Regions from separate parts of the Mus musculus genome. Here all the other regions are linked to region 1. Evidence: chromatin contacts called from public HiChIP or PLAC-seq data. All regions are on one chromosome and are shown on one strand. Each heading gives the region's core, a stretch centred on a gene start, on an enhancer-like site or on the middle of the called end of the contact. The rest is flanking DNA. Distances are from core to core; before and after follow the strand shown.

The links. HiChIP or PLAC-seq counts read pairs in DNA pulled down with a chosen protein or histone mark.
Region 2: an H3K4me3 HiChIP or PLAC-seq map of bone marrow-derived macrophages shows a contact between it and region 1, with 5 times the contacts expected there. The contact joins the enhancer-like site here to the promoter of Poc1b in region 1. A contact is called at or near these places in 5 of 39 promoter capture datasets (3T3-L1-derived adipocytes, embryonic stem cells, frontonasal cranial neural crest and 2 more), 1 of 484 Hi-C or Micro-C datasets (bone marrow-derived macrophages), 11 of 115 datasets of contacts at active chromatin or transcription factors (the 230-238 cell line, bone marrow-derived macrophages, embryonic limb bud and 7 more) and 1 of 9 other capture datasets (adipose tissue).
Region 3: a contact with region 1 is called in an H3K4me3 HiChIP or PLAC-seq map of bone marrow-derived macrophages, with 4 times the contacts expected there. The contact joins the enhancer-like site here to the promoter of Poc1b in region 1. A contact is called at or near these places in 9 of 39 promoter capture datasets (the 3T3-L1 cell line, 3T3-L1-derived adipocytes, embryonic stem cells and 3 more), 7 of 115 datasets of contacts at active chromatin or transcription factors (bone marrow-derived macrophages, embryonic stem cells and stem cell-derived neural progenitor cells) and 3 of 9 other capture datasets (adipose tissue, embryonic stem cells and liver).
Region 4: a contact with region 1 is called in an H3K4me3 HiChIP or PLAC-seq map of bone marrow-derived macrophages, with 7 times the contacts expected there. The contact joins the enhancer-like site here to the promoter of Poc1b in region 1. A contact is called at or near these places in 10 of 39 promoter capture datasets (3T3-L1-derived adipocytes, cranial neural crest, embryonic stem cells and 6 more), 4 of 484 Hi-C or Micro-C datasets (B cells, bone marrow-derived macrophages, embryonic stem cells and 1 more), 15 of 115 datasets of contacts at active chromatin or transcription factors (the 230-238 cell line, acute myeloid leukemia, bone marrow-derived macrophages and 9 more) and 3 of 9 other capture datasets (adipose tissue, embryonic stem cells and liver).
Region 5: a contact with region 1 is called in an H3K4me3 HiChIP or PLAC-seq map of bone marrow-derived macrophages, with 5 times the contacts expected there. The contact joins the enhancer-like site here to the promoter of Poc1b in region 1. A contact is called at or near these places in 3 of 39 promoter capture datasets (the 3T3-L1 cell line and liver) and 3 of 115 datasets of contacts at active chromatin or transcription factors (bone marrow-derived macrophages, pancreatic cancer cells and stem cell-derived neural progenitor cells).

Annotation. Positions count from the first base shown.
Region 1 is chr10:99,104,872-99,108,510 of GRCm38.p6, forward strand. Poc1b (POC1 centriolar protein B) reads left to right here and starts at 2,211. Exons shown (of 12, transcript NM_027740.7): 1 at 2,211-2,352; 2 at 2,921-3,005. The coding sequence starts at 2,338. It overlaps Galnt4 (polypeptide N-acetylgalactosaminyltransferase 4), which reads left to right and starts at 3,264. Exons shown (of 1, transcript NM_015737.4): 1 at 3,264-3,639. The coding sequence starts at 3,544.
Region 2 is chr10:98,512,749-98,516,404 of GRCm38.p6, forward strand. No RefSeq gene overlaps it. Among named protein-coding and RNA genes, the nearest start is that of Gm34297, 23 kb to the right of the region's middle. Within about 2 kb of position 2,278, at least 3 of the 459 cell types and tissues checked have an H3K27ac peak or open chromatin away from gene starts, as enhancers often do. A contact at or near this core is called in bone marrow-derived macrophages, where this site is marked.
Region 3 is chr10:98,552,182-98,556,249 of GRCm38.p6, forward strand. It overlaps Gm34297 (a long non-coding RNA gene), which reads left to right. Exons shown (of 4, transcript XR_871988.2): 2 at 1,882-1,962. Among named protein-coding and RNA genes, the nearest start is that of Gm34297, 17 kb to the left of the region's middle. Within about 2 kb of position 2,645, at least 13 of the 459 cell types and tissues checked have an H3K27ac peak or open chromatin away from gene starts, as enhancers often do. A contact at or near this core is called in bone marrow-derived macrophages, where this site is marked.
Region 4 is chr10:98,493,046-98,496,956 of GRCm38.p6, forward strand. No RefSeq gene overlaps it. Among named protein-coding and RNA genes, the nearest start is that of Gm34297, 42 kb to the right of the region's middle. Within about 2 kb of position 1,521, at least 12 of the 459 cell types and tissues checked have an H3K27ac peak or open chromatin away from gene starts, as enhancers often do. A contact at or near this core is called in bone marrow-derived macrophages, where this site is marked.
Region 5 is chr10:99,949,435-99,953,469 of GRCm38.p6, forward strand. No RefSeq gene overlaps it. Among named protein-coding and RNA genes, the nearest start is that of Gm35437, 48 kb to the left of the region's middle. Within about 2 kb of position 2,452, at least 40 of the 459 cell types and tissues checked have an H3K27ac peak or open chromatin away from gene starts, as enhancers often do. A contact at or near this core is called in bone marrow-derived macrophages and pancreatic cancer cells, where this site is marked.

The DNA of each region.
Region 1 (3,639 bases), core at 961-3,460:
TCTTTGACTTCATCTCTCCAACCTCCTGTCTTTGAATCTGCTATGCCCAATATTAGATGTAGCTATGAGAGATCCAAAAGCCTTGATTTCTGGTTTTAACATTGGAGTATTTCCCTGTGATCAAATATACAAGAAATAAACATCCACTTATTCTGCTGACCTAATGCAAATCTAATCACACAACTTGGTGTGTGTGTGTGTGTGTGTGTGTGTGTGTGTGTGTGTGGCCTATTTATTTGTTCACAATTATCACATAACTTGCATGTATCAAAATTTCATCTGCTTTTATGGCCAAATGCTATTTCTATTATGTACATTTTATTTACCCACTCATTTGCTGGATATTAGTTGTCTCTCGTTTTTGCCTGCTGCTTCTAAGGCTGCAAACTCTAGTGAATACAGATGTTTGGTCCCTGTCTTGCTGGATCATGAGTAAATTATTTCATTTCTGAGTAAATGCCGTACTGTTTTTTCCCACAATTCCATACCACTTTTATGTTTAATTGGCATCCAAAACTAAACATTTTTTTAAAAGGGAAACATAGAATGGCAAAATCACAGGTTGCTGGTACCGATTCTCATTTCATTCTGTCTCTGCCTCATACACATATGAGAAGTGGAGACTGACTCTGTGTGTTCGAGTGCTGGAGATCAAATCCATGTTTTTCTGTGTTAACCATATTCTCTATCCCCGACCTACACCACTGCCCTCCATCACAGCAAGACCCTTAACACATCCCTTCCTCTATTAGAGCAACATTTTCCACGTACACAGCCAAGACTCCTATAGCAAAACCTAAGCAGTTTGTTATACCTGTAGGGCTCTAGGTTCTGCCCCATATATGCTGAATCAGCATCTTTGGCAACTAGCATCAATTATACTAAAACATGAGACTCCTTAAGGTAGAATACAGCAGGGTTGTCGTCTGTTTTTTATTTGCTTAACAGAGTTCATGTAGCTTAGACTGGCATCAAACTCACAGTATAGCCAAGGACAACCTTATGCCTCTGATCCTCCTGCCTCCACCTCCCCAGGGCTATAGTTACTGATGCCAGGTTGTGTTGATGAGGGCGCTGGGAATACAAGCAAGGGTTTAGTTCATTAGGCACTCTCCAACTGAGCTACATCCCAGTGCCAAGTTCTTGAGGGGAGGGAACTATGTTGGCATTCAGGGGTTTGTTTTGTTTATAACAAAGTTTAGCCCTTGGTGTCAAACATATAACAGATATTTAACATCCACCCATGTGTCAAACTAATACGGTATTGCACTTACATAATTGCTATATAGTGGTTAAGACTAAACGCAAATACAGCGAGGGAACCTGTAATTACTACACTTTTTATTTACACACAACATGTACCTTACCAGTTTATCACGACATTCCACTGCCAAGAAGTTGTGTTCCGTATGTAATTTTCAGCTGAGTCTTTTATGCTCCGGGGCAGGGTTTAATGCTGTTGTTTGTTGTCGAGGGGTATGAAGAAGCATCAAAATGTGGCCTTCCATGTACAAACTGCCACCGACAACATTCTCTAGCTTTGAAACCCTGTTGCTGAAGCACAAATGATAGTATGTGTGGGGAAAAAAAAAAGTCTAAAGTGGGGACCGTTATTGTAACCACGTGGTCTAGAAACTTTAAAGTTTCCAAGTCTTCCGACCACTTCAGGTGTGTGTGTGAGTTTAATAAGGCATATGCAAACAAGCGGTTGAGAACAGAATAAATCAAATAGATAATAGAATACTATTGAATAAAGAAAAACAGGGTGAACATGTGAATAAAATATTACCCATCATGTGCTGCCAGCATTTGTATCTATAGTACGTGCAAAACCAGTAATTGAACACAAGGAACTTAGTCCCGCTCAACGTCCTGTTACTGTCTAGCTTGTGCACCCAAGCTCCCCTCTCCGGAGTAGCCGAGTTGGGCGCCGTTCTCTTTAAGGTGTAATAGAATCCTGATTGCATCGATCACCGACTCTCCTCCGCTTCGCCACCACCGATCACATCTCTCTCTCTCTCCAAGTCCCAACCCGCTTCCCGACAACAACCCGGTAGTCCGCTACCTCCGAAGCTCGCGGGGCTCGCTGTGTGCGCGCGCGGCGGACCCCCCGCGGCGCGCTCCCGCCAGGCTCTCGGCTGTCGGCAGCGCGCGCGCGCGCGGCGTCTCGGGGCTCGTCTGGCCACGCCTGGAGCGCGGGCTTTGATTGGGCCGCCGTTGTTGTAGTGACCGGGAAGCGCCCGCACTCCAGTCTGACGGTTCCGGGCGCCGCACGGTCCCCCCTCGTCCCCACCCCTCCCTGGTCCCCCAAGGCCCCGGGCGCCGTCCGCTCCCCGCATGGCCTCCGGCCTGGTAAGGTCCCCGCCGCTACCGGAGCCGATCATCCTTGGGCGGCGGGACCGGGAGGAGGGGAACCACGCCGAGTCTGGCAGGCCTGGGAGGTAGCCCCGAGACCCGGAGCTCCGCAGCTCGCTCACCTCCCCGGAGCGGGACGCCGTGCCCGGGTTGAGCGGTGAGCGCTGCTCCCGGAGAGATCCCGGCGCTCGGGGCTGAGGCGGAGCTGGCTCCGGGACTCGCCGGCTGGGTTCCCGCGGCGCGCCTGCGTCAGAATCACCAGGGAGGTTTAAAGAGCGCGGGAGGCTTCGGCGAGCATCTGCAGCTCGGTGCGGTGGGCGGGTCCCTCGGCGGCTCGCCCTGGTGCCTGGGCTGGGGGTTCCTCCCGATGGTGGGGACCCCTCCGGATGGAAGCTGGGGCAGTGCCCGAGCCTCTCAGCCGGGTTGTAATGCCCACGCCTCTCTCGCTGCCCGCTGATGCTGCGGGGTCCTCCTCTTCGATCCCGGGGGACAGGCAACGTTGACGTCTGATGTCGAGAGCTGGAATTCTGCACCTGCTTTCAAACCTAACAACTTTCCATCCTAGGAGGATCCGATTCTGGAACGTTCTTTTAAAGGTCACAAAGCTGCCATCACCTCCGCTGACTTCAGCCCCAACTGCAAACAAATTGGTAAGTTGTTTTTGTTTTTGTTTTTCCTTTCTTTCTTCTTTCCTTTTCTGACAGTAACCAAAGCTCACTTGGCAGAAAGCCTTTCTTCCATCCCTGCCTGAGTGAGCCAGGCGCGATGGGATGTACCCGGCCACTCTGGGTCCCTGGGTCTTTGCTGGGTAAGGACTCGACTGGTCCCGGCCTGACAGACAACTTTCGTGAACTAACCACCAGGAGGAGTGAGTGGGAAGGGGAGGGGTTTGTGATCGGCCCGAGGAGGGTGGAGTATTGGCTGGAGAGTTTGTGAAAAGTTCTGAGACGAGCAGGAGGAAGTGGGGACCGACCAGTTGAGCACCACCAGAGGCCGGGGAGCGAGGGGGTCTCAAGTGACCCCTGGGAAACTCCGGTGTCGGAAAGGAGCCGAGCGCCTACATGAAAGGAGGAACCTTCTCGGAAGTTCGCCCCTACCTGAGCCGGGAACTCCAGCTTCAGGATCCGCGGCGCTTTCCCCGCGTGCTGGCTCGGTGGCCGCGTCTACACACGACCCGTGAGGATCCGGATGGCCGTGAGGTGGACCTGGGCAGGCAAGAGCTGCCTGCTGCTGGCCCTTTTAACACTGGCTTATATTCTGGTGGAGTTCTCAGTCTCCACTTTG
Region 2 (3,656 bases), core at 1,028-3,527, 590 kb before region 1:
TAGATGTGGGAGAAAGCAGGTAAAGTAAGCCAAATGTCTATGTGGATTCATCATTTTAAAAACAATCCATAATTTTAAAAAGCATAACTTCTCCTGGGAGATAAGCTAAGCCCCAAGGAGAAAGAATGGAGAGAAAAAAGTCATTTCTATGTTTTTTCATTTCTATTTTTTAGAATTGCAAAATGAGCAGATAAGCTGAAATGAATGTGGCACTTATGTAAATGAAGGAAAATCTTTCTATATTGCCTGGACTGCCTGGCAACTCACTTTATATCCCCCAAGATAGTCTCATGCATGTTGAATACACTGACTTCAGTCTTCTAAGTGCTCTGAAGACAAACATTTGTACACAATGTCTGTAGACAAACATTGCCCCACCCAGATCACACCTTTTTTAACTTTTCAAATCTACTGCAAACTTGAAAGCCATATCCCCTAACACTATATACATTTAAAATATAAACCCTCATAACATTATATGTATTTGAAATACAATGAAAGTAGAGGTTTATTAAAAAAATTCAGACACATTTCATCACAGTAAAATTTTGGTTGGATGCTAGTATAATCAGATGTAATCTTTCTACCCAAATTATAGCTACAATGATACAAAGGGGCTATTTACACAGAACAGATAAAACAATAAACCTGATTTTGAAATGTGTTTATGCCTTCCTTATTGGTATTAATGCTAAACCACTAATTAATAACATCTGCTGTGCTCACCATTTCTTGCGAACATTGTCTTCGTCAGGAATTAAATATTGAAAGATAATTAGCCAGGCTGTGGTGCCACATGCCTTTAATTCCAGGACTTGGGAGGCAGAGACAGGCAGATTTCTGAGTTGGAGGCCAGCCTGGTCTACAGAGTGAGTTCCAGGAGAGCCAGGGCTACACAGAGAAACCTTGTCTCTAAAAAGAAAGATATTAAGGTGTTAATATTAAGGTGTTAATGTGCTCTAGGGCTCAGCACAGGGTTTTAGGTCATTACTCATTCTTCAAAACAACACTATACATGCACAAAATGAGTGATATATGATATAACGTTAATCTTACATCCTTTAGTGTCAAATGTACCTATCATGTTGAGATCTATCTATACACAATGCTTTTTAATAAGCAAGCAAAGAGAAGAAGCCCTGCAGAAGAATGACATGGAAATCATTAATATGAAGTATGAAAGATAAGGAAATAGAAAGTAGAGAAGGGAAAAAGGAAGAGAAATAGAAATGACCTAGAAAAAACAGGGAGAATATGACTCCAGGTTGGTGATAACGAACAATATACAAACAGCACTCAAGTGCATTTGAGAAGCCTCTAGTTCTTGTCAGAGTGCTAAGGGACATTACAACTTACAAAAGCCTACCCATCACTTAAGAAGCACACAACCCCTTGCAATAAGTAGAGACACATAATCACATTTAAATATTTGACTAAAAACTATGTGTTTTAAATAAATATTACGTACTGTATCTCATTCTGGAGGCTAAGCACGCAAACAGCAATATAACACAGGTCCTATGCCAGCAAAAGGATTAAAATATGGTGGAAGCCCAGAGAAAAAGATATGATGAGGCTACGGGATGGCTCAGCAAGTGTTGACATCACAGTCCTGGGTGACGGAGCAGCATCTCACGCTTACCAGCTGTGTGACTTGAGCAAGCTTCACCAACATTGTCACTCCCCGCAGTAGCAAGCCGTATCATTGGGAAAGGCTGATTTCTTTGAATCCTCTGATAATTCTAATAGTGCTGCACACCCAAATTCACAGATTAAGACCATTGAATGAGCCCTCCTTCTCACTCCACTACCCACCAGGATGACTCAAGCAGATTTTTCCAAATATAAAAGTCTGCAACCGAGCAACTTGTCTGTGCTGATCGCCTTCTTAGATAAAGAGGATTGAGTACTGGAAAAAAGAAAAAAAAAAAAAGCATGTGGAAAAGAAATCAAAGACCTGATCTCTGTCCATTAAACAGGGTTGGTGAACAAACAAGCGTGAACCTATGTTGGGTGCAGGACTCTATGGGTGCACCATGCTGTTCGTTCCTTACCTGCTTTTGGTACACTGTAGAGAGAGAATTCGGGATTTGTCACTTTATAGGGGCACAGAGTACTGAAGTCACTTTAAACATTGCCTTACTTAATTCCTTCTTTTGATCTTAAGAGGACTGAAATGGAATGGTATTTTGAAGTAATAGAGTTAGTCAATAAAGTATCCAGCTTACACAGTTATATAACTCAGAAAGCGTGTGGTCAGGTTCTGACATGGGGGTGGAAATATAATGTTATAGATCTTCCTCTTTCAGTTCCAGGGAGAAGGCTGTGACAGTGCTGAGCCAAACAAGAAGGAAACAACCACAGAGAAGGAAAGCAGAGGATGACAGAAGAACTAATGAAAAATTAACTTATCTTTCAACATCCACAATCTGTCTGCTCTTTGAATATTTTAAAGGAAATATTGAATAGCAGAGAAATAAATTCCTGGCTTAGGTTTTTTTTTCATCTTGCAGAGAGTGAGAGATTCTGTCATAATGGGAAAGGAAACGAATTTCTTCTCAACATGTTAAATATTACCAGCTCAAAACTAAGTAACCAATAAATTGCTACAGACAAGTAAATCTCAGAGTTCCTCAGGGTATGGCTTGGATGTGCTAAGAAATCTAGTCTCAAGGTGAACTGGCAACTTCAGAGGGAAGTATTCTGAGAAACTGGCATTTTTACCCAATGCACCCGACACCTCTATATAAGAAGTCCCACCAATATTTTTTTTCTATTTAAACCCCGATCATTGTGTTAATTGGATTTCTATTGCTGTAACAAATTCCTGAGATAGTCAACATATAAAAAGGAAACTTTTATTTGGGCTCACATCTTTGCACAATCCAGTCCACGATCAATAGGGCTCATTAATTTTGGGTGGGTAGGAAGTCAGTGCACTGTGGAGGGCATACTGCAGTAGAAAACTTTTTTAACCAGGAAGCAAAACCAAAGAGGAGTTGTTATAGTTTGCACATGCTCAGCCCAGGGAGTGGCACTAATAGAAGATATGGCCCTGTTGGAGTCAGTGTGGCCTTGTTGGAGCAGGTGTGTCAGTGGGTGTGGGCTTTAAGATCCTCATCCTAGCTGCTTGGAAGTCAGTATTCTGCTAGCAGTGTCCGGATGAAGATGTAGAACTCTCAGCTCCTCCTGCACCATGCCTGCCTGGATGTTGCCATACTCTCCCCTCAGTGATAATGGACTGAACCTCTGAACCTGTAAGCCAGCCCCAATTAGATGTTGTCCTTATGAGTTGCCTTGGTCATGCTGTCTGTTCACAGGAGTAAAACCCTAACTAAGACAAGTCTGTGGCTGTATTGTTTTATCTCTTCTTAATAGCACTTCCCTCTGGACTGCCCTCTAATAAGCAGTCTCTGGGAGGACATTTAAGATCAAACTCTAGCAATCTTGAAATATAATATGAATATATCAATATGTATTTGTTAAAGGCTTTTTTTTTCTTCTCTCATATAATACATCCTTACCACAACCTTCCCTTTCTCTTCCAACCCCCCACTACCTTCCCTCCTTTATGTCCCTTCAGAAAAGTGCAGGCCTCCCAGGGATGTCAACCAAACACCTCATAGCAAGAAGCATTGAGACTAGGTACAAACCCT
Region 3 (4,068 bases), core at 1,395-3,894, 550 kb before region 1:
GAGAAGAATAAAAATTCAGTGGACATTCCGGGGATTAAGTAGATCCAACTTTGCACATATCAGTTAGTTCATTTTTAGTAAACTAGAATTTCTAAAAACCTTGATTACCTAACCCTGTTTACCTAGTAATACATATTATATCTGATATTTAAGAAAGCTGATACATTTAAAATAAGTATTCCATTGGTCTAATTCTTTCTTTAAATAAACAACCAGAAAGCTTGGGTGGGTTCCCATCAATGGCATGACTTATTCCTTATATAGTAGTTCAATACAGGAGTGAAAGGTAATCCAAAGTCACAAACACCTTCCATCTGAGGTCCATGTGATCTGTTTGGGCCAGAGAGTCTTTTCCTCACACCAAAATAATGGTGAAAGAGAAAGTAAAGAGTGTTCATGAATGGAGTGAGGACCCAGCAGTTGCTTGGGTTGTCCCTATCTATCACTACCACTATCCCTGCCAAGTACATGTGTTCAAATCCAAAAATCTTAACATGACTTCAGTAAGAGATAAAAATGCTAGGAGATTCCTAGATCGTAGGAGTGGAACATTACTAGATGAGATTAGTGCCCTGTTAGAAGAGAAAGAATCATGTGTGTGAGGAGAAAGCCTAACAAGGAATAAGGACAGACCTAGCCCATGAACTCCACAATCTCTAAAGATATCAGCATCCCATTTCAATTGTTTAAAATCTACCCAGTCTCTAATCCAGAAGCAGTCCTGAAGACCCAAGATATATTCCAGCAGCAAGAAGTAGTAGACACTGGTCTCTATCTGGATGTACCTCCAGACTAAGCAGTCTGTCACTGAAACAGTGCCATCTTAGAGAAATAAGGCATGGATCTTAGAAAGTGAGCTAACTACCTTTGCTCTGTGTTATTTGTAATAGGAGTATGGTCCCTTCAAAGATTACTTCTAAATGACTCAACCAATCATAGTTCTAGATTTCCCAGTTTTTACTGGGTCTTATCTCTGTCTTGTACATGAAATTTGTATGAGTGCTTTCAGGTTATAATGTCAAGTTACTGACATTTCCATGTGTGTGTGTGTGTGTGTGTGTGTGTGTGTGTGTGTGTGTGTGTGTGTCCTTTCTCTAAGCAGAGTTGTAAAATAGCTAGAACATTCTCAGTTATTTTGATTTTAGAGAACTGTCTTGCTTTTCATCCTTACCCTCAATCTAGGATCATGGGGAACCTTCTATTTTTATTCTGTGTTGCATAAACTCAAAATGAATGGTCATGATACATTCAAATTGTAATGCTAGTCACTGTCTTCTAAGGGCTTGATCCATCTCAGTTTACCTCAGGTGGACATCAGCTTTGGTGTCCATTCTCCTTGCTCTCTAGTCACATTATAGCACCTTCTTTTCAGCTCTTTAAAAAACTTTTATGAACTCAGCATTTGTTCCTCCATTGTCAGGTTTTTTCTTCCCCCACCGTTTGTGGAAGACTGTCCACTCCTCCTTGTCTTCTTTATAGCAGATTTATATATCACCTAGCTTCTTCATTATGCTTGACTAATTTTTTTGTCAGAAAAAAATATGTGCTTACTGGGGGTGTGGGGTCTGGAGACACATCTCAGCAGTTACAAACATTTGATAATCTACTAAGGGTCCTGAGTTCAGATTCCAGAACCCATAAGGCAGTTCACAGGACCCTCTAACTCCAGGCCTAGGAGGTTCAATGCCCTATTCTGCACCCCATGAACACCCACATGCAAGTGCCATACACTCATACAAACACATAAATGAAAGTAAATCAAGTTTTAAAAAAATCTAACAATTTCCATGATTTCTAAGGTTCTGTAATCATAATTGCACACACTGCATTACAGAAATGTCATTTGAATAAAGTTCACTTATATTTCCTCATATTAACAAGATGTCACCTGCCTTGAAGATTCTCTTCGGCCGGGGCTGGAGGACCTGAGTTTAAGTTCCCTGAATTCAACTGAGAACACGGGTGAGTGTGGTGCTATGCACTTGCAATCTTAACAATAGCAAAATGGGAAGGAGAAACAGGCAGATCCTTGGGCGCTGTGGTCCAGCTATCCTGGCCCATGTTGCAAAGCACCTGGCCAATAAGACAACCATCACTGAAGATTATCCTCTGATGTCCAACATGCTCAAATCCTCAATACTCCAATACTCTCTCACACATGCATGAGTGTGCACATATACACACACACACATACACACACGGGGGGGGGGCAGGGGGCGGGGGTCCTGCATTAAAATATCAGTCATCCATACATATAGAAATAGGCTTTATAATTTTTTGGTCTTCCCTAATACATCCTGTAAATGAAATGTACTCTGTTAGAAATCAGTCACTAAGCATATATAGAAGCAGGGACCACTGCTGGGCAGGAGGTAGAAATGGATCTGGTCAGACCCATTACTGCTCTGGGAAGCACATGCCCTCATGAGGCTGAGTCACGCATTATGACCAGTCTATTTTTACATCTTTACTTTCATGGTCCGGATGAGTCTGGTCTAACTCTATTACAATAATTTGAACACTATTGTTTAAGTCCATTACCATTCACTGTTGTTGAGATAAATGTGCTATGGTCGTATGGAAAATATCTAAAAATACTGTCCTTGAATGATAATCAAAAAATATGAAGTCATTTTCTATTTCTGTAAGACAGACAACTGCTCTCTATCAGGAGAGGCTAGTGAATATCAGTGCTTAAGAAAAACAACACCTAGTACTTTCTTTGATCTATGTTCATCTTATATCTTTTTTCTTTTGCCAGAGCTGGGAAAATTTCTCAGTTGTGTATAGAAAGAAAGACAGGGACAGAGATGTGTCATTGGTGACTATGTGGCATAATCAAAGCTCTGATCCCGTCTTATGTAAATTTTCCACAAAGTTCATGGGCATTTTACCTCTAGTATGATGCCCAGAGCCAAGGTCAGACTCTAGTCCTCATTTGGTAAAAATATTATTTAAAATTCAGTTTAGTTGACAAATACAGAAAAGTCACCTATGACACACTGCTAGAAAATCTGCTAGGAAAGGCAGCAGTGATGAAATGTAGAAAGTCCTTATAAAAAGAAAAATGCATTCTTTTAATATTGCCTTTTAATTTGTCTTATATTCTGGCTGCTGAACCTACCTAGGGACACGCCATGCTGTGGGAGAGCTCTGCTGCTTACGTCATCCCATCTTAAAGCTCTGCTCTTTCAACAGCCACATTGAAGGATTAACTCCTAATGTGTAATGAATTGTCCTCCCTTTAACTTTAAAGAATCACCTTCAGGTTCAAGTTCATTCAAGGCCTACTCCTTAGCATAAATGCACCATCAGTCTTGATGTCCTAGATGGTTCCACTCAAGCTTGAAGACTTCTTAGTCTTATTAGACAACCTTACTTTTGTTTCAAATCATATGTAACCTCATCTATGCAACTGTGTGCAAGTTGCTACGGCATCCTTTCCCTTCTGTGATTTGTGGAGTTTAGGTCTAAGTATATTATTTGGTATTTTATATCATCATCTTTTCCAATCTATTTATAGGAACTTCAACTATAGAGGTTTCTGTTTTTCTAGCAGTGGACAATTGGTTTCTCATAATATCGGTTGATTATTTTTAAAACATAAAATCAGCTCTACATTCACAAACATTGAACCATTGCTTTATAGATTAATTTGCTGGGTAGAACATTTATTTTCAGGGACTGCTGTTTATTGCTGATAAATATAGCTGCTGATTTAAGCTCTTTACCTGGCTCTAACCCTGCTGTGAGATCTTCTAAGGCAAGAAGCTTTGGAGTGACATAGTCAGGTAGCGCACTGAATGCATTTAGCAAGCTCTTACTGCAAGCACCATGATCAGATAATAAAGCAACTGCTGTAACTCAAGGTCAAATGATCCTTAATCTAAAAACAATCTCTAAATGACATAAGAAGGGCTTTAACTTCAGCATCCACTGCATTTGAAGCTGTGTTTCATCTCTCTACAGAATAAAGTCAATAATATGAGAATCATAAACCAAACAGGGCTGCAAATCCTCTTAGACTACCTGCTGGAAAGCAAGTGAGGGGCGGAAGCATTGTTTCCA
Region 4 (3,911 bases), core at 271-2,770, 610 kb before region 1:
TGATTCAATAGTTGAAAGAATGGACTCTTTTCAATGTGCCATTTCAAAGAACTTATCAATGAAGCTTCTTTCAATATCTGGCCTATCCTCTATCCCTGCCAGGTTTTTATTTTGTCAGACAAGACATTCAAATAGTTATATGACCGATGTACTTTAATTATAAGTACACACAGATATAACACTGGAAAGGGTAATAAACCGAATCTTACCATAGAAGAATGTGTTCCTTCTCAGCTCCTACGGTCCAAAGAGAAAACTTCTAATGCATGAAATAACTTAGAGGGCAGCAAGCAGGCCTCCTCCAGAGACATTCCCAGCCATGTAGGAGGTAACAATGCCTCTTTCCCAGCGTCATGCATGTCATTTTCAAGCATTATTGAATTTTACGGGAAAATAAAACATTATTTCCCAGTTTTGTGATCCTATAAAAAGGCATTTAGTAAGTAAGAACTTTGGAGAGGTCCTCTATACTCGAAGCTCAAATGTCGTGGCTAGAAAAGAGACTGGTTCCCCTAGCCATGACTGAACAATGTGGCTGTTCAGAGAACAGAAGATAATGTGGAGTTACGTGTTTTCTAAAACATGAACAGAGAAATATATTATCACAACCACTATTGCTGTCATTTTTATATATTAGTGACCCTGATTTGAATTACAAAAATAACTAAAAGTTGATAATCTTCCTCAATGTATATTCCCAAAATATGGCTAGCTGCTTAGTAGCATTACAAAGAATGCTAGAAAACCAGAACTCCCTAAATAAATTCTCGGGATGGGCTGCCCTATGCTCCCTGGGTTCTGTGTGTGGATTCTACAGCAACTCAAGAGCACAAAAGGTGTCCAGTATTTTAATGAAGCAAGTGGCAAGATCCAACAAGGCCATTAGCATTACACAGGGGAGACAGCAAGAGAAATGACTTCTTCCTCTAGGATACTGGAAATGTTCAACTATACTTAAGAGAAACCAATGTGACACTTTGCTTTTATTGTTTTTTAAAAAGAGACCTTCAAGTCTTCTCATTAATAGCTAAGTTTATTCGGCTGCTTTCTTCTGTCATTCTTTATACGTACTGGTATTTGTCCCTATGGTTTTTTTGTTTGTTTGTTTGTTTGTTTACTAACTTCATAATTCCACTTTTTAACTTCTATTTCTCATTTTACAACAAGACAACAACAAGAAGAAATCCCTCCTCATCTCGTCTTCTCTTCGAATATTTTTTTATTCACCCTATTTCCGTTATTCTTAATTTCCATGCTTTTCTCCTCTCTTCAATCTACATGACTGTTGGGCGCTTACGAGTTCTTGATAAATCCTCTGCTGTTCATCTCCCTCTCTTTCACAATCCTACCGGTCTGTCCTCCTTTGTAAATTATGTTTATAAAGCATGGGTGGGTGGCCTTAAAACCCTGCAGGAACAATCCGTTACTAGGATATCTGCGAAGGGGGGAAGAAGCCACAGTGAGGAGCATTCTTCCGAAGAGGGGGCAGATGACGGACTAGCATCGCTAGGTGGCAGTATTCCAGACAGGATCCCAACCACAGAGCTGGGTACTGCCTCTCCACCCCAGTTCCTGCCTGTTAATGTCCTATATAGCGATTTTGATTCAGAAATTTACTCGGTTGTCTGCAGCATCTGCATTTGAAATCTAGGGCATGTCACATCATTTCTCAAAAATAACATAACTTAACACTTTTAGGATGTATGGCTGCTGATTTGAGCTCAATTAGAGAGAAAATGGTTTTGTAGATTTGTCTCTTTTTTTTTTCTTTCCATGAAAAGAAACTACAAATTTTAATGGTCTTTATATAGAAATTTTCAGATTAATGAAATTCCAAAGACTAGCACAACATATTGTCTATGGAGTAGACTGTATTAATCAGTGTTTCTTGAAAACATGCCTTTCAAGTCTTGCAAATTTTACAAATATACATATAATATATTATATACATATATATATGGACCTGACCTGGTTTACAATATACTACCTAGGAAACTTTTAACATATTATGAAACCCTGTTCTTCCTTGGTTTCTCCACTTGTAAATGGAGGTATTCGTAACACATTTTTCTGGAAAATATTGTAGTTTAAGTGGGTTAATATGTGTAAAAAATTACAACCATATCTGGCATATGTAGCAACCAGTCTTAGGTTAGCTACTCTGTGTTCAAATGACCTTAAGCTACCTATTTATTCTTAGTATGTGTGTGTGTGTGTGTGTATATAGTGTGTGTGTGTATAGTGTGTGTGTGTGTGTGATTGTGTGTGTGTGTGTACTTGTGTTATGTACATAGGAGCTGTGTACCTTCTTTTACTTGAGTATCATCCACCCAAAGTCAGGCCTCGGGCTTGCACAAAAGACATTTTACAGAATGACCCATATCCTTCAGCCCCAAGATTGCATATTTACCTCTAGATTATGATATAATTACATGATTTCTTCCCTCCTTTTCTTCCTCCAAACCCTCCCACATACTCTCCCTTGCTTTCTTTCAAATTCGTGGTCTCAGTTTTTATTAGTCATTGTTACCGTCGTACTTATATCTATTTTTCAGCACTAGACTGGGTATCTTCAGTGTAAAGGGTTTTTTAAGGATTTAATATTTTTATTTTATGCCCATGCATCAGTGCCTCCATGTGCATATGTGCACCACATGTGTGCTTGGTGCCAGTGAGGCCAGAAAAGGACACCAGATCCCCTAGAGCTGGAGTTACTAGTTGTCGTGAGCTGAGACCCAAACCCAGGCCTTCTGCAAGAGCAATAAGTGTGCTTAACTGCTGAGCTGCCTCTCCAGTCTTCCTATGGTAAATCTTAAAGTAAGGGTCCAGATGAACCACACAGATCCTAGTAAGGGGTGAAAAGGAACACGGACTTCTATGGAATAAAAACAGATCAACTATCACAGTAGTAGTGCCGGTGGGAGAGAAAGAAGGAGACACTTCCGTATAAAGATGCCTCAGTGAAACCAGAGGCTGATCAGGCTTGAGTGTGTGACCTGACAGAAAGAATGTTCAGTAGAGTTTCTTGCAGAGAAATGGCTTCCACTTACCCTGATAAGAATGACTAAGAAGGAAATATTGGCACTATTCAAGAACTGGGTCATTTTTCCTTAATGCTCACAGGTGTCTGTGAACAACTCATTTCAATTCTCCAAGAAGCACAAGGGAAGGAATCATTTCAAGGGCCAAGAAAAAGCTATTATACTCCGGCCTACTGAAGTGTGACTCTGAAATAGTGAAACAAATCTTTAAACAAAATGTGACATGAATCTTTTCTCAAGTAATATGCCGACCTCCTTCCTATAAAACGCTACAAAATATCTCTGAATAAAGAATGCATTCGTGAGCCACATTTTCCAGGAGTAGGCATGGGTTTGGACTGAGTCATCTGTTATTCATTCCTTGGGGTCAATTGTGTGAATGTGCAAATCATCTTGACATGGGATAGACTGTCAGTCACATGGGAGGACACAATCAGGTCACACAATGAAGTCGCAGATCTTGACAGTAATAAAACCTAGGATTAAAGGTCATCTTTTGCAAAAGTTATTTCCAATAAAGCTGACCATAAGGTTTTTGTCCCTGGAATGAGATCATATAGGGCTTGTGTTTGGAGAGAATGAATTCACAGGTTCTCTTCAAACTCTACTCCTGTAAAGCTGTGGTCTTGATTTCCAAGATAAATAAAAGAAGCTTCCTATAGTAAAACCTTATATATAAGTATATATAAGTTTTATATAAGTAAAACCTTAGTGTGCTTGCCTCTTAAATGATTTTTTTCTCCCAAACCCAAACTTTCATTAGTAGAATCTCTTTGGTTAGTAGAGCTTTGGTTAGTATAAAAATCTTTGAAAGTTCTGTGTTAGACTCTGACTAGCAGAGTCTATGAAAAAGTTTTATAGGCAGATAGT
Region 5 (4,035 bases), core at 1,202-3,701, 840 kb after region 1:
GGCACTTAATATTATCCCTTGGTCTCTACACACACTGACACACACACACACACATACAAACACACACATACGTGTACACACACTCATCCACACCCAAACGGCATTGACTCAATGAATACGAAAGGAATGGTCGTTTGAAGAGCTAGTTCTTTTTCGATCTCTGTGACCTCTGATTTTTAAAACTAAGGGGCTCAAGGAGACTATTGACTGGTAGTGATGATCTCTGCCTTGGGACCTTTCGATCAGTTATTAATCAGCCTTGTATGTTTCTGCTATCTCATATGAATCACTGAGTCACTAAATGAACTTCAGTGTATCCCATTCACCAGTAGTAACAGCTCCTCTTACAAAGAATGGGGTGGGTGGGTGCAATGTGCAAGTGACAGTAATGAATCAAAATGTGTTGGTGGCTCTATTCATTGGTACATTCCTCTAAGAGTCCAAGTGAATTATGGGTAAACATCCCGTAACTAAAATAGAACAGACTCTGACCTGTATCAGTTCTCTCTCATGATGTGATGCATCCATAGGGACGATGTAGAGGCACTGACAGTCTCCGTGTGCCAGGCCCGCTCAGCAAAGAGAGGCAGTCTGTCACCAGTGCTTGAGAGTTCCATCCACTCAGACATGTAGTGAATACTTGCCATGCTCCACACACTGTGGAAGAAATGAATACTCAGATCTGGTTACTAAAGCATGCTTGCACGAGTTATGAGAATAAATGGAGAATGACTGGGCACTGTTCTGCCAGTCTGTAACCTCCATGGAAGAGCTGGATTCTACAAAACTGAGGACTATCTGTCTTTGGTAAAGAACATGCCCTCTGATGAAATATTTACTCATATTTTAAACACAAAATTTTCTAAAAATTAATCCTCAGGACTTTTGTTTATTTTCTAATCTATCATGTTTTATATCTGGGGACCATTTTATCAATATATAATAAAAAGTAATAGCTAACTTAACGTAAAGGACATATTATATTGTGGATTGTTATAAGTACGTAATGCTTATGAAATTATTTCATCTTTGTGTTGTCATTATGAGGAGGAAATACTAGCATGGCCACTTTGTGAACGTGGAAACTGAGGAATAACAAAGTCAGTCACTAGTATAGGGCCACCTTTAGCTGTGGGATGCATCCCACTCCACTGCTTAACTTCATATCACAACACTGCTGACCATTAAGTGCCTTTACTGTGTTTACTAATGGAGGAACAGATAGATTGACTAAAGAAGTGGGAAGGGCACGCGACTCTGTGGATAAAGTGCTGTGCAAACATGAAGCGCTGAGTTTGAATCCTCAGAACTTAGGTAACTCAGGCAGGAGCTATCCTGAGGTAGCTGGCACTTTTTGATAACCCCAGAGCTCCCAGGGTGGCAAGACAGAAAGAGGAGACAAGAATCCCCAGAAGGTGTGGGCTAGCTTGCCTGGCATATAGAGAGAAAAACAAAGGGAAAGGTTTTGAACAAAGTGAAAAAGAAGGACTGGTGTTTGTGATTGTTTTCAGACCTGTATATGTGCACATGTATGTGCATGGATAAATAACACACACAGAGACAGACAGAGAGACAGACACACAGACACACAGACAGACAGACACACAGATAGACACCAACACACACAGTGAGACAGACAGACACTGACACAGAAAGACAGACAGACACTGACAGACACATACACAGACATACAAACTGACATACACACACAGGCAGATAAACAGGCAGAACTCACACACACACACACACACACACACACACACACTTACACATGAGGAGACAGGCAGACAACAACACACATATGAGAGAGACACACAGAGAGACAGAGAGACAGGAAGACAGGCAGAGAGGCAGAGAGACAGATTGGTTAAAAGAAAATGGAGCAATGCATTTTCATAGTCGTACTAGAAATGATTCATATTTTTCTCGGCATGCGGTGGGTTCCTAAACATCCTCCCATCTAAAGCTACCAGCAGTCCTGCAGAGCAGAAGACAGTGCATGGACTCATTACGCATATGGATCGACTAACCCTCAGAGACGTTATATGACTTTCACCAGTTCTCCCAGTTTTGAATTGGTGACTCAGACATCAGCTTTGCCAAGTCCTCTGCTGTGGATAGCACACAACAACACTTCCTTTATAAGTGATTGTTCTGCATATTTTGAGAAACAACACTAAACCAGAAATATTAGCAGTGAAGTACTTCAGGGGAACATGTTACAAAATCTGTTATCATATCACATACTAGGGATATAACATTTGATATGTGAGCCATTTGATAGTGAGACCGGTTGTGTTGGGCATCTCAGGAATCAATGGATGAGTGTTTTTAGGCGTCTGCTCTTTTCTTTTTAACCACATTGAGATATACTGTCCTACACAGAGCTTGTCAAGGTGTAATGTGTAAAACAGATCATTGTCTGAGCACAATTAAAGCCGAAGTAAACAACATGACTGATTCTGACAACCTAACCACACCCACTGGCAATCTTCCTTAAAACCACAAGAAGACAATGGAGTAGCTTGTGTTGAGAGAAAATTTAAAAATAAACTCTAAGTTCTTGCCAAGACATGATAAAAGACGGAATCTTGACAAATGCTAATGAATAAAAATACCTAGGCTTATGTAAGGTGATGTTCTCCATTCTTGTTTTTTAGAGGGGGTTTTTTGTTTTTGTTTTTGTTTTTGTTTTGTTTTTGTTTTTTGTTGTACCTTTTTTTTTCTCCACGTAGCCAATATTTTTCCTCTTTTCTGATAACTATGTAGAAACTGCTATTTTCAGTAAGAGAATCTTTTAGAGTATAGATCAGGAACCATACATGGATGAATTTGAATTTTGTAACCCATGAGAACAAAAATAAAGGTTTTAATTCTACTTTGGGGATTAAATGAGATGCCATAGTTCTTTACCCAGTCACTCATTCATGTTTTCTTTGTACTGTTCTAAAACACACTGGCAAACAAAATCCTCGCCCATAGATGATCTATTTAAATAAGTACTGGAAATAAGAAACTTTCTATGATAATTCATGATAGTACTGGTTCGGTGTCATATGAGGGATGTGGGGTTATAATCCGTATAAACTGATGCAAGCAATGGTCTTTGATCCTTGGTAAGCATCCTATTGAGAACAAAAGTGGAAGTTAAAATGTGTTTTAAGATGAGTCCCACAGTACCAAGTAACTGCTTATTCATCTATATTTGCAGATGTCTGGGGTGGGCGGAGCAAAACTCATTGACAGCAAACGTACTGCACAATGATGCAATCAATCCTGGCGTCTGATTAGCCCACTCCTCCTCACGAGCTAAAAGTACCCCGCTTGAAGAAAATGATAATCAGTCAATAATTGGTATCAATTAAGTATGCTTACTTCTTTATGTGAATATGAATCACCCTCTTTCTAGGAATCTGTGACGGTGTTGCAAACTCAAAATGTATTCATTTACGCACTGCAGAAGGAAAGAGAATACAAGAGGTGGCGGTCTGTGAATGTCACAAAGAAGGAAGAACCAGAATTCCACAGCTATGTGCAGATATGAAGGAAAGGAAAGTATTTCAAACTTATGGGAATAGCAAGAGTCTTGGGCTTTGTTTTATGGTGGCTTTGTTTTTGTTTCGACAATGAAATAAAAAAGGCAAGCAGAAAATCTGGAATTTTAGTATTGCATGCGTGGTTGAAGCTGTATTACTGAAAACGGATGAGGAAATTTTACAAGCTTAATTGCAATGCAAACATATGAGACAGAGTAGAGGATCTCTGCTGTTCATCTAGAAGCGACATCCAACACATTAGAAACAGCATCTGTGACAATGGCACTCTCATATTAACTGAATTGAAGCACGACAAATATGGGACTCCTAAAACCTGTGTCAATTGTTGCAATTAACTTGACACACATAATTTGGATTATTATTAAACAAAAACACCTCAAGACCTAGGATTAATTTTATGTTGATTGGTTGCTGTCTGCTCTAAGCATGTATAAATCTAGAGGCTGAACCAAGTAAAAGAAAGTTGGGCCAAAGCTAT